Linked DNA regions of Mus musculus: region 1 is linked to region 2. The links are chromatin contacts, called in public Hi-C maps. All regions are on one chromosome and are shown on one strand. Each heading gives the region's core, a stretch centred on a gene start, on an enhancer-like site or on the middle of the called end of the contact. The rest is flanking DNA. Distances are from core to core; before and after follow the strand shown. Region 1 overlaps Rbfox1 (RNA binding protein, fox-1 homolog (C. elegans) 1). Region 2 has its middle 280 kb from the start of Rbfox1.

Region 1 (3,583 bases), core at 979-3,478, 310 kb after region 2:
TGCACACACGAATACGAACATGTGCCTCCACCCCAAATGAATGCCCTAACAGCAGAAACGCCATGAGCTGCCTTTGGATCTAGATGCGTGGTTGCAAGCCCTGGGCCTACCGGGGCTCTCTGAGCACATAGGAAACAAGTCCTGTGTTCTGTCCAGGATTAGAGAGTCTTTCTCCTCCCACAGAAGCCATTCCTCCAGGTCCTAGCTCCTAACTTGTAGGTGAAATCTATGCAGTGTAGCTGGTTGAGTCCCCAGAAGCTTCTGTGCCTAAAAGCCCCGCTTGCATCACTGTGCATTGTTCAGCACTTCTGTCTTGTCAGGTGCCTGTGAAAGGCAGCACTCAGGACAGCCACAGCTGACTTAGAAAGCTTCATGTTTAGCAGGTGTTCGCTCTTGAGGAAGATTAAAACCATTTTGCCTCAAAGAAAGATGGTGGTGGCACTTTCCCAATGTATGAAGGAATGGTTTTTTGTGTTCCACAGAGACTCACCTGTCCTCTGTTTGACGGAGTCTCCATCCCTGGAATGGAGGCAATCCAGGTTAGCCCAGGTGAGTTGGAGGGAGGCAGGTGGCAGGGACGAGAATGTTTCCTTGGCAGGTGCTCTTGGCCCTGTTTCTGCTCAACAGGGTAAAGGCAGACACCAGAGCACATGGGATTCACCTTCACACAGCAGATGGCCATGGAACGTAGAAAAGAAGACTTCTGAAATTTGATCATGCTGCAGCCAGGCCTAACAAAGTCTAGGGGGTAAAATGCAGCCAAAGAAGGCCTTAAGAAAGTGGTAAGGAACAAAATCAGGCTCTCCAGGCATTCTTAGAGAGCAAATGAATGGCACGTGTATACACATATACCTAAACACAAACCCACATCAAAATTGTGGCCTAGCAGTACATGCCTGTAATCCCAGTACTGGGGAACCGGGGAGGTAGAGACTGGATTATAAGTGCTCCCCTGTCAATGTCTGAATCAGAGATCTATGAGTTCAGTAGAGATTCTCTCTCAAAAAACAAGATGGAGTTTGATAGAAAAAGACTCCTGATATGGATCTCTGGACTAGGCACATACATATACAGTGCTCCATAAACATGCATGCATACATATATAGATATATACATACACACATGCACACTCGTGTCCACATGTGCCCTGCACATAAATAAGGACACACACATAAGTGAACACAGATGAACACAAACACACAAAAATCTACAGACAAGTTCTCTAAGTCTTAATCGAGCCACTCCATAAGTCCCCCAGCCTGAGGCCTGTACACAGTACATTTGGTCAGTTGGACATCATGATACAGGCCGTCTTGCTAGGTGGTGCTGCCATTATCTTGTTTTTGCAAGACTTTCAGCAAAGGTAGACTCACAGCAGAATGTGCTCAGCCTTGATCTTGACTTTGAGTCTAGATTAGTAATCCAGGGGATACTAGAGAGAGAGTTGATACTAAATACTGCTCAGCCTTGAGAGATTCTGCCTCTCCTGTGATGTCCTGGATATGAGACTCTTTTAGTTCAAGAGGGTAAAAAGCAAACCTAGTTCATCGCATTATCACAAGTGGCCTTTGAAATGATAGGCTTAGAATTGTGTTTGGCCCAGAATGAATTCTTAATTACAAGTATCTTCTCCTCCCCGCCCCATAGCTAGTGGAAACAAAAAATAGAGACCCGATCTTTTAAAGGTTGTTTGGCTGGGCAAAACGCCTAGCACAAAATGGGTCACATGGCTTGTGAGGCAATATGTCCAGCAGGTGCTAAAGGTCACTCTGAGTTTGCAGATCCCCACACATCTGACACTGAGAGCCATCAAGTCTCTTGTGCTGGGCCCACTTACGTTGCTTTGTTGGATGATAAAACCTTCTTGCTCACATCCAAGTCCATGTCACGGAGTGCTCAGAGACTTCTTACAGAAGTCCGAGTGGATTTTGGTTTCAGTGTAAACTAAGTGTCCTAAACCCTATGTCCTTCTTGCTGCTGTTTATTATCTGTGTGAAGTGGGAGGGACAGGCGGGTTTAGCACATGTCAGCTTCTGGCTTTCATTACTGACACTCAGCAGTGAGGGCTGGGGAGGGAGAAGCATATGGCTTTCCTGATATCTCTCCATGAGGAAAAGAGGGCATTTGAGGGGAAATATTTCTGAACAGGAAGCTAGAGCAAGATGGTTCTTGTGGGTGTGATGGAGAAGCAGCAGAGCCAGTCAGCTGCGAGGCTCCTGGGTCCCGTGCCAGCCCACACCTTTGCAGAACATTTTCAAGATTAGGAATCTGTGTCTTGCCGCCTGGAAGCAGTTGAGGATTTCAGAATCTATACTGGCTTGCATCTCACTGACAGCTTTGTCTGTCACATGGGTGTCTAGGGGTGAACAGCACGGGCAGAACCAGCAGCTTCTCCTATCTTTAGGCACTTGGCTGCCAGGAGAGCATTTCCCTTTCTAAGGGTGAATTCTGTTTACCTTGCAGTTCATATGCAGGAAGGATCTTAATATTGGTTACTGAATTTGACCTTTCTAATAGAAAAACAAACAAACAAAAAACCAAAAAACCTATCCTGACACATCATGGTTTTAATCTATTGGTCATCATATGTCAGCAGTTTTAGTATTTACTTAATTTAGCATTTTTCCTTGGCCATTCTTGGTGGCATCAGGATGAGTTTCTGTGGTTCAATACTAGAAATCTACTGTGATTTTTTTTTGACACAAACATTCATTAGTAACATGTTCAACAACCTCTTCATAATTAGGAATGTTGAAGAATGGGCTTTGACTACTGGAAGATACCAGGGAGTGACTGTTAGACAACTAGGAATGGCACTCACTCTTCCAGCTAGACAGTTCTCTTGATGACTCTTCCAAGATATTGCAGATTCCTGGGGTTTGGTCATGAGCCTGCCCTAAGGGGGTCTATTGTAAGAATCCCCAAGACACCCTTGGATCGTGGTCCCTGTGTTACAAACTGTGAGGTGGCTGTTGAAAAATGACGTTCATAGGAAAATGTAAACTCTACCGAGTAAGACTTTTAGATGCCACATGAGGATTGTTCATGTATTAGTGCAATGAACATGACAGTTACTGTCAGAAAAATCTGTCTGTTTGCCTGCCCACTTGCCTGTCTGTCTATCTATCTATCTATCTATCTATCTATCTATCTATCTATCTATCTATCTATCTATCCATCAATAATATACCATATATCTATCCATCAACATATTATCTATCTGTCTGTCTGTCTGTCTGTCTGTCTGTCTGTCTGCCTGCCTATCTATCTATCTATCTATCTATCTATCTATCTATCTATCTATCTATCTACCCATCCATAATATACCATATATCTATCCATCAACATATTATCTATCTGTCTGTCTGTCTGTCTGTCTGTCTGCCTGCCTGCCTGCCTATCTATCTATCTATCTATCTATCTATCTATCTATCTATCTATCTATCTATCTATCTATCTACCCATCCATAATATACCATATATCTATCCATCAACATATTATCTATCTGTCTGTCTGTCTGTCTGCCTGCCTATCTATTTGCCTATCTATCTGCCTATCTGCCTATCTATCTATCTATCTATC
Region 2 (3,421 bases), core at 406-2,905:
AGTTACAGAGACAAAGTTTGGAGCCGAGACGAAAGGATGGACCATCTAGAGACTGCCATACCTGGGGATCCATCTCATAATCAGCCTCCAAACGCTGACATCATTGCATACACCAGCAAGATTTTGCTGAAAGGACCCTGATATAGCTGTCTCTTGTGAGGCTATGCCGGGGCCTGGCAAACACAGAAGTGGATGCTCACAGTCAGCTATTGGATGGAACACAGGGCCCCCAATTGAGGAGCTAGATAAAGTACCTAAGCAGCTAAAGGGGTCTGCAACCCTATAGGTGGGTTGTTCTTATTTTTGAATAATATTTTTTGTTAATTCTTTGATGATTTCATAGACTATACTTTTATATTTATCCTTCATATCCTTCGACAGTATCAAATTTGGAGATTCTAGAAACTGAATTGAAAGTATGGAAGACTCCTTAGTTTGACTTCTTATCCACCTCCCTCCTGGGGGAACATTTTGATCAGATAGCCACTTAAGTTTCTCTATCATCATGATCATCATATCTTAGGAAAGGATTTAGGAAGAAAATCATAAAAAGCTGGGCATCTCCTAACAGCAGGCTATGGTGTGGCTCACTAAGAATGTGCTGTTAGTGCATTTTAATGACATGGGTTATAATATCTTATTAAGGATTGCAAGAGCATCTAACCATCATTTAATAAATATTAATGAGGCATTTACAAATCGCACCTTAATTTATAGTGTTGGAACTCATGTCCTGCCTTGGTCCTCAATGCACGTGGGGCACAGTTCCATGACAGAGGATACCATAGTAACATTATGTCATCCCAGTACCATAAGTGATTTTAAAATAATAATAATAACAGTAATAGTAATTCTTGGAGTTCAGTTCAGTGCAATGAAGCTTGATACCCAAAGCAGTTTTAGCAATTATTATTCTGTTTGGGAACATTAAAACATAATCTACCATGAATTTATAATCCATAGCTTCTCTCTCATTCACTTTTTAATAATAGGCAATAATTATAAGCCCTCGTGCAAAACTTCCTGCAGATGTTGGGAGATCCTTGCTCATCTGGCACATGCTGGTATTCAGGGGATTGGTTGATACTGGATGTGTGCTCTGCTGATTCTGTTTCTGATATTCATAGAGCTTAGAGCATGGCTGCACATCCTTGCCTTGTGGCCTGGCCGTTACCCCGATAGCACTCTTCCTGTCCTTACTGTGAGGCCCATTCCAGGGTGCGATCATGACTACTGTTCCCAATTCACACTGGCCTTCAGCCAGAGTGGCATTTGCAAGGGCTTGGAGGTTTTCCAGGTTACAGAAAGCAAAATTGAAAATGCACTTAAAAATCACCTCATTCTACTTCTTTGGTGGACAAGGAAATGAGGCCTGGTGGGGAAAGAGCAGTGGGGTTCATAGGGTCACATGGAGAGGCAAAAACAGACTTGTCCCAAGGAATGCAACTTAGTCTTTTCCAAGCTCCCGGTTGAGAAGAAATGGCATGTGCTTTTAGACTCTGCGTTTAAGTGGTGTTGACTAGAAGGCGTATGTTTGGGAAGGTGCTGATCTGGAGAATACTGGTCCTCTGGATCAGGTGGTCTAGCCCTCGGGACTTCAAGCTGGGCTCCAGTGCAGGTGCCTAAGGATCATCAGTATTAAGAGGAAGTGACCAGCAGATGGCGACGTAGGGATTCAAACTGCAGCATCCACGTCCTAATGCTGCCCTGGGTCTGGGATTCACAAACCCAAGCAGAAAAGTATCCAGCTTGGAAAGGGGGCTCTGGATTCGTCCAAGTGTTTTCCTGCAACACTTGGACGTATTGGGTAGCCTTTTCCTAGGTGGGTGGGTAAAGCCAGATGAAGGGACGCCAGTGCATGCTCCAGTCTCTATTTGAATCAGATCCTTGGGGCAGTGCAAAGAGAATATCAGGGACAGGAGAAGCCCACACAGGGCCTTTGTGCAGACTAGGGATGCCTGCTCTTTACAAGCTATTGCCAGAGTTCAAGGCAGAAGAGGAGGCAGGAAGTTTTTTGTTGCATCCCAGGATGTGAGGACGCTTACTTCAGTCTCCAGCCTGGTGTTGCTTTTGTCCCTTCACAGCTCTGTTACGCTGTTCTGTTAGGCTGTCTACTGTACAGTAGACAGTACTGCTAGGCTGTCTTAAAGTAGTAGATTCACCTGTGTGCCTTTGTTTTACAAAGAGATTTAAGTGACTTTTTGAAATTGTGTTACTCAGTAGGAAAAGGATGCTTATATTTCTAAATCAGTAAGCCTTGACTTTCCTCCCTGTTTCCCTGCCTCTGACACTTGGTCCTTATCTATACATATTGACACCTCTCACCACAGATTCTCTCCTTGCCTGTCTCTGCAGCTGTGGTATTTCTATACAGGGATGGAGGAAGAGAGTCTCTAGTCCCTTGGAAGTGCCGACTGACCCATCAAACAGACATTCTACTCCTGCAACCCTTAGCTAGCAAGGCAAGCACCAACTCTTCCTTCTTCTATACCCAACCTTACATTCCTGCCACCACTGAGCACTGGTCCACCTGTGCCTCAGAGTTAGAGAAAGCTTATGCTTTGTCCCTGCTTCTCTGGTTCTTACTGACAGTTTGTGGTATCTCCTGAATGCACAGCAACAGTGTCTCCAGGAAAGGCTGGGACACCCTGGCTGCTGGACTTCCTCTGATGTAGATAGTATTGCCCCTGGAGTCTGGAGTGAGTCTATCTGAAGAAGCTGAGCCCAATTACAACCAGACACAACCTGAAAGTTGTTCCATTTTTCTCATCACCGGGCTTTCCTAAGGATCCTTGATAAGAGCAGGACACTGCTTTCATTTCATGACTCCTCTTTTCCAAGCTCTGCTCAGACCTTGCAGTGCCAAGAACAAGATCCCTGACTTGTTGTGAGAATGGGTGCTTCCTGCAGGTGGGACCTGCATCTTCCTCTACTGTCAGTCACAGTGTGTACAGTTGAGCACACACACACAAACACACAGAGAGAGAGAGAGAGAGAGAGAGAGAGAGAGAGAGAGAGAGAGAGAGAGAGACAGGCAGACAGACAGACAGACAGACACAGAGACACAGAGAGATGCACATAGTGTTTTTCTGGTTAAAAAAAAAAACAAGCAATTGGACAAAGAAGACAAGGCAAATCTCTGGATCGATTCATTGCAACTGTTTTATTTAACCAGCATTATATAATAATGACTTAGGGCCAGGAAGTGATTAAAGAGCTTTTGAGGCATAAACACACATACCTAGTCAAAACTCTATGATATGCCATTATTCATACTCCCTCTGATGAACTCCTGGAAGCTCATACCAGCCAAGCCACCTGCTCAGAGCCCAGTAAAGAGGCCAAGTTCTGGATTCAAACCCATGTTGTCAGAATTTACGTTTGCTCTAAGCTGCTTTTATAATTTCTGTTGTCTCTGACA

Evidence for each region. Hi-C and Micro-C count contacts between places; a contact is called where the count stands out from the background.
Region 1: a Hi-C map of cerebellar granule neurons shows a contact between it and region 2, with 2.6 times the contacts expected there. The contact joins two enhancer-like sites. A contact is called at or near these places in 1 of 15 datasets of contacts at CTCF or cohesin (the NIH/3T3 cell line), 1 of 484 Hi-C or Micro-C datasets (cerebellar granule neurons) and 1 of 9 other capture datasets (adipose tissue).

Annotation. Positions count from the first base shown.
Region 1 is chr16:7,097,918-7,101,500 of GRCm38.p6, forward strand. The region is part of intron 1 of Rbfox1 (RNA binding protein, fox-1 homolog (C. elegans) 1); the gene reads left to right. Among named protein-coding and RNA genes, the nearest start is that of Rbfox1, 30 kb to the left of the region's middle. Within about 2 kb of position 2,229, at least 17 of the 459 cell types and tissues checked have an H3K27ac peak or open chromatin away from gene starts, as enhancers often do. A contact at or near this core is called in cerebellar granule neurons, where this site is marked.
Region 2 is chr16:6,790,171-6,793,591 of GRCm38.p6, forward strand. It overlaps a transcript of Rbfox1 not described here. Among named protein-coding and RNA genes, the nearest start is that of Rbfox1, 280 kb to the right of the region's middle. Within about 2 kb of position 1,656, at least 6 of the 459 cell types and tissues checked have an H3K27ac peak or open chromatin away from gene starts, as enhancers often do. A contact at or near this core is called in cerebellar granule neurons, where this site is marked.